2 separate regions of the Oryctolagus cuniculus genome follow, and region 1 is linked to region 2. Evidence: chromatin contacts called from public Hi-C data. All regions are on one chromosome and are shown on one strand. Each heading gives the region's core, a stretch centred on a gene start, on an enhancer-like site or on the middle of the called end of the contact. The rest is flanking DNA. Distances are from core to core; before and after follow the strand shown. Region 1 overlaps GPR156 (G protein-coupled receptor 156). Region 2 holds the start of LOC103350545 (transcription factor SOX-4).

Region 1 (2,700 bases), core at 93-2,592, 91 kb after region 2:
TCCCTTAATTCCTAGCTGGGGGAAGATCCTGGCTCCTGAGACTGGACCCTTCAGTGTTTCTGGGATACAGACCTACATGACCCTCCTGTACCATGTCCAGGGCCTCTCTAGAGGGACCGGCAGGTTCTTGTTTTCACAGCCTGTGAGCTCTGTGGGCGAGATAGGATGAGTAATGGCCTGAAAGATGCTCGCTCACCTCCTGATTCTGGGGCTCTGGGAATGCATTATCTCACACAGTCAAAGGAATGGTGTAAGCAGGATTAAGTTAAGGGTGGTGAGATGGGGCGGCTACTCTGGATTAGCCAGAGTAGTGCTTAGAAGAGGGAGGCAGGAGGGTCAGAGTCGGAGGAGGTGTGACAATGGGAACAGGCCCCAGAGAGAGAGAGAGAGAGAGAGAGAGAGAGAGAGAGATGTGAACATGCCACTTGGCTGGCTCAGAAGGTGGAGGAGGGGGCAGTGAGCCGACAGACGCAGGAGTTCTCCAGAAGCTGGGAGAGACAAGGACCGGGCTTTCCCCTAGCGTCTTCTGAAGGGGGGCAGGCCTTTGTCCATTCCAGACTCTGACCTCCAGAACTGAAAGACGATAGATACGTGCTGTGCTAAGCCCCCGAGTCTGGGCGGCAGCCATGGGACACTGATGCCATAGACTAAATATGAAGTCCTTAGCGGGGCACACGGACAGGAGGCTCACTGCAGGAGCCCCCTCCTCTTCTGCCAATCCCCCCTTATTTCCCTCTGTGCTTCAAGCTCAGCAGACTTGTGGTCTCCAAGCACGCATTCATAACAGGCCGCCCCCAGCCCTCTCTGCTGCTGGTTGCGGTGCTGTCCCACCTGCTCTTCCACCCGCTGTCCTCCCTCCACGTGCTCACTGAACTCTCGTTAGCCCTTCCAGGCTGACCTCAAACACCCCAGTTCCCAGGGAGTCTGGCTGCACTCTTCTTGGCCTTGTGTAGCACTGAACACGTGTATTGTGACTTAGAGGTGGGGCCATGGGTTTAGCTGCACATAGCCAGCAATTAATGGATGGGTGGAAGGGCAAATGAACAAATGAGCTTTAAAAAGCTCACTGGTCTGGTAGGGGTGCTGGCACATCCATTGCCATTAGGCAAGGTGAAAAGCCCTGAGTTCATGGAGGAGCCAGTGAAAACACTTTAGGGGTTAGAGGAGAAAGCAACAGCCTGCCTCAGGACCCTGCTGCCTCTGAGAGGGAGTGGCGGGTGGAGGTATGGGTCACACTCAGGTTTAAAGAGCAGAGGCGGCCTGATTGCTGGGATGACCTCAGCGCTTGGCATAAACACTTAGGCATTTCCTGAGTGGTCCACTTGCTGCATTGTCATCCATTTCACCCAGCTCTCTAGCACCGCCTAGCTGTCCTGGGGGGTATCCATGCCTTTGCTTTTACAAACCCCTCCCATCACAGTGCAGTCTGAGGGCTCTGGGGCAAGGAGTCCGCCTCACTGCAAACCACCGCCCCAGCCCTCCACATAGCTCTCCTTGCACGTGTTTCCAAATTTACCCAGTGTCCTACTTTTTTGGGAATACACAGTGCAAGGCTCACAGGGAGAACTGCTCTTCTATATCAAAGTCCTCCGAGCCAGAGGGGCAAATCAATAAAGGGACAAACCACAGTGACACGTTCACATATTGAAAAGGAACTTGCATCCTACACCAACATACAGCAGACTGTAAGATGTGTTTTTTAGTTTTACATCAAGCTCAACTCAAAAGGAAAAGAATTATGAGAATGGACAGAGAAAGGGTGGAGTAAGAGAAAGCAAGCCATGGAGGAAAAGTAGAAGCCAGGCAGAGAGAGGGAGTGAGAAAGGCGAGCTCTGTGTATTCTCCAGGTCCTGTACCCCCTCCCCCACCCCAAATCAACAGCTTGTTGGTGCTTAATTCAGACCTGGAAGTCAGAGTTCAAGCCACACTTGGCCCTGCATTTTTGTGTCTGTGTGCTGTGGGAGTACACCAAGAAAGCCCTATTGTCCTAGGGCTGAGATTCAGACCCAGAGGAAACGGATGTCAGGAGGCGAGGCCTCGGGGACAAGCGGGCAGTGGGGAGAGGAGAGGGTAGAGAGAGGAGCATGAGCAAGGCTGTGCCCGTAGTTGCTGGTTTACTCCACTCCCAGACGGCAATCGTGTTTCAGATCAAGGAGGCTTTCTTCTAATAGTTCCTTGATGGTTGCTTCTGTCCCAGTGACAGTGTTCTCTTTCAGAGACTCCTTTCACTCTAAATTCTATTTATAGATCTGCTCTCTATATTTCTTACTTAGTCTCTCATCTCTGCTAGTCTTGCTTTGTTTCCTTGAATTACTTAGTAGCTGGATATTGTTGTAGTGACCCATTGCCTATTCAAAGCTTCTGTTGAGGGTTTAAATTTAGTACCATATCTTTCATTCTTATTCAATATTACATTATCTAAGATTTTGTCCTTTGTACGGTGCTTGTTGTCATTGAAGAGAGGCAACATCCTTTGAATCTTACTGATAAGACAAACCAGATGCCTTCTAAAAATGTATATTTCAGAGGAAGGAGATTTCTGCCAATATTCAGACACTTGTGGTCCTCTTTTTGTGGACCTCAGACTCTCTTCACAGGTCTTTTCCCCATGAATTTATATTCCTCCATGGGAAAAGCTATATTTTATGTGTGTGTGTGTGTGTGTTTATTCTCTTAGTCTTTCCCTCATGGTCACAAGAT
Region 2 (2,700 bases), core at 82-2,581:
ATTTAACTTAGTATCTGGCATTATGACAACATACGCCTCAATCAAAACTTGGACCTCCTTCCAAGTTACCTTTTGATTAAACAAATTATATGGTGGCAGATTGGTAATGCCAAAACAGGAAGGTTAAGAGATAACAGATTAAACCACTTATCCAATTCAAGACAATGTATTTGGAGATGCTACTGCTGCTGGATATTTATCTGTTCCCATCAGCCCCTTGTAAAGGGAGGGAGCGATGATCACCTCCACACATGAATGCTGGTTACTGAGCAAGTTCATCCCCAGGTTAAGAACAAATACTTTGTATAGTTACACCAGCACGAAGAGAAACGTTAGGAGACTGGGACATTTCATGTCTCCATGAAGTACACAAAGCTGTGATAACCCGAGACTTGAGCTAACCAGAATTTCCTCCCTCGTTCCAAAAGACAAACACTCTGCAAATGCACATAATGGTTTATGAGTCGTTTAGTCCTCTTTATTCAAAAGGGTCGGCAAGCAAACGCTTCCATCACAATTTCCAAGTGGAAACACCCAAGCACTGGATAAAGGCGACCATCAGTAGCAAGGAAAGCACAAGAAACGTTTCAAATCGAATCATCGAAATAAAAATCGTACTCTCTGAACTCAAGGTTAATGAGACCGAGGGAGGGGGTTATGGGAGGAGAAAAGAGGGAGCTGCCTCATCCTCGACTGAAGACAGGTCTTGCTCTTTTCCATTAGCTCTGGTGAGTGTTCCATCAGGTCTAGTATGTTAAGGTTCTAGGACTTCGAGGTTGCTTATTTTAGGGGTGAGACGGAGAAGGGGTGTAAAATAAAATCAATACTCACTGCTAACTTTCATGCTGCCAAAAGCTGAAGGCTGCTGCACTGGCTTGCAGCTCTCCGCAAAGGAGGTGGTTCTGGGCCGCCCTGACATGATCACTCTCTTCCCGAATCACCTTTTCCTTCCTTCCTCCTTTTCTTCCTTTTGTTTTATATTGGGGTGTTAGGTTAATGATAAATGCAGCATTAAGTTCTCCCACAAGAAAGGAAAAAAAAAGACTTCGTCCTCTTGGCTTTTCACTTCTTTTGTATAGCTATATTAAAAAAAAAAAAAAAAAAAAAAAAAACACGAGCGATGTATTCTCCTTCAAGACGGATCCGTACGGATATTTAACATATAGATGATTTGGGGCTGGGGGAGGGGAAAAAAAAAACACAATTCTTTCCCCTCCCTTTCCTGGGAGGGGGGACTCCTTAAAAAAAATCACGTGAAATGGGGACAAATACTTGATTGAAAATAAGTACTTTGGATTTTATATTTTCCTCGGGGATTTTTTTCCGAGTCAATGAAGAAGGGAAGCGGCGGAAGGATCACGAGTCTCACGCTTGAAGAGAAGGGGGGATGGGAAGGAGGGAGGGAGAGGGAGGGGGCGGCTCGGAGATGCGACGGGAAACGCTGCGGCTCCGGCAGCGGCGGGATCCGGCGGGGGCCCGGCGTCCTGGAGGGCGGCGGCGTCGCGAGTCAGTCAGAGGCGGGCGGCGGCGGCGGCTCCTCTCCTCATTGCGCCAGGAGCAGCTGCAGGCGGCGGCTGGATCCAGCGGCCATGGCGGCGGCGGTGGCGGAGGCAGCTCCCTTCAGACCCCAGGCAGCGGCTCCTCGACTGCTCCCCATACGCCGGGGACATGGGAACCCGGCAACCGCTTCCGTCTCCCTCGGGGCCCCCTCCCCCGTCCAAAGCACCAGCGCGGCCGCCCTCACGCCCCGCGCCTCAGCTCCGTGTCCGCTGAGGAAGTGTCCGTGCTGTGCCCCCAGTCCGGAGCCCTGTCAGCGGCTGCGGGGCCGGCTCCTCCTCGCTTCCTTCCTTCCTTTGTCACTCGGCCCGGGCGGCGGCGGCGGCAGCGGCAGCGGCAGCACAAACCCGCATTCGCCCGGGTCGGGGGCTGCTCTGTGTGAGGAGCTCCGTCTGCGCAGCCGCCTAGCGCCTTCCCCCCTCCCCCTCCCTCTCCCCGCCTCCTACTCGTCCTCCGCCTCCTTCCTCCCCCACCCAGCCTTATACCGCCCCGCGCCCCGCCGCCCGCGTAACAGGCGTCTGGGAATCGCCGGCCGAGCCCAACGCCCGCCCTCTTCGGCGGCGGAGCCGAACCCCCAGCGAAGCCAATCACGGGCGTCGTTTCTTTACGGCTCCTCCCGGAAAAAGCCGATCGGCCTGAAGAGCCAATTAGAATGGGCCCCCGGGAAGCCTCGCCTAGAGAGCGGAAAATGCCGAAGGCATCCGAACGGAAAGAAGGTGGATTCGGCTTGTTCTGTGGCTGGCTGGAGGACAAATTAGACGAGGGCAACAGGGGCCAATCACAGTCGTCGCCCTCGCGAATAAGCATTAAAGAGTTAAGGACGGTGAAACCCAGAGTCGCTGGTGAAGCTGCAGGGCTGCGAGTTGGGGCTGCTTCGTAATTGGCTGGAAAACTCCGCTGGGAGTGAACCTCCCTCGATGATTGGCGAAGGGCAGGGGGCTTCCGAGGACATGTGGCCAGTCAGAAGACCTCCCCCCTCGCCAAGGTGGGGCGAGGAAAGCGGAGGGAGGATGTCTATAAGGTGCCGTCTCATTGGCCGGAAGCTTTGGAGCCGGGAGGGGTGGCGAAAGAGAAAGGGAGGGAGGCCGAAACCCTTAGCGGTGGCCAATGGGCCCTGACTGCCATCCAATCGCAAGACCTAGC

Evidence for each region. A called contact is a pair of places that touch in the nucleus more often than the background predicts.
Region 1: a Hi-C map of an unstated tissue shows a contact between it and region 2, with 1.8 times the contacts expected there. The contact joins the enhancer-like site here to the promoter of LOC103350545 in region 2. A contact is called at or near these places in 3 of 6 Hi-C or Micro-C datasets (embryonic fibroblasts, skin fibroblasts and an unstated tissue).

Annotation. Positions count from the first base shown.
Region 1 is chr4:76,640,744-76,643,443 of mOryCun1.1, forward strand. The region is part of intron 9 of GPR156 (G protein-coupled receptor 156); the gene reads right to left. Among named protein-coding and RNA genes, the nearest start is that of GSK3B, 91 kb to the left of the region's middle. Within about 2 kb of position 1,343, at least 3 of the 8 cell types and tissues checked have an H3K27ac peak or open chromatin away from gene starts, as enhancers often do.
Region 2 is chr4:76,549,851-76,552,550 of mOryCun1.1, forward strand. LOC103350545 (transcription factor SOX-4) reads left to right here and starts at 1,332. Exons shown (of 3, transcript XM_070072191.1): 1 at 1,332-2,542. The coding sequence starts at 1,332. The coding sequence ends at 2,315. It overlaps GSK3B (glycogen synthase kinase 3 beta), which reads right to left and starts at 1,121. Exons shown (of 11, transcript XM_002716661.5): 1 at 832-1,121. The coding sequence starts at 919.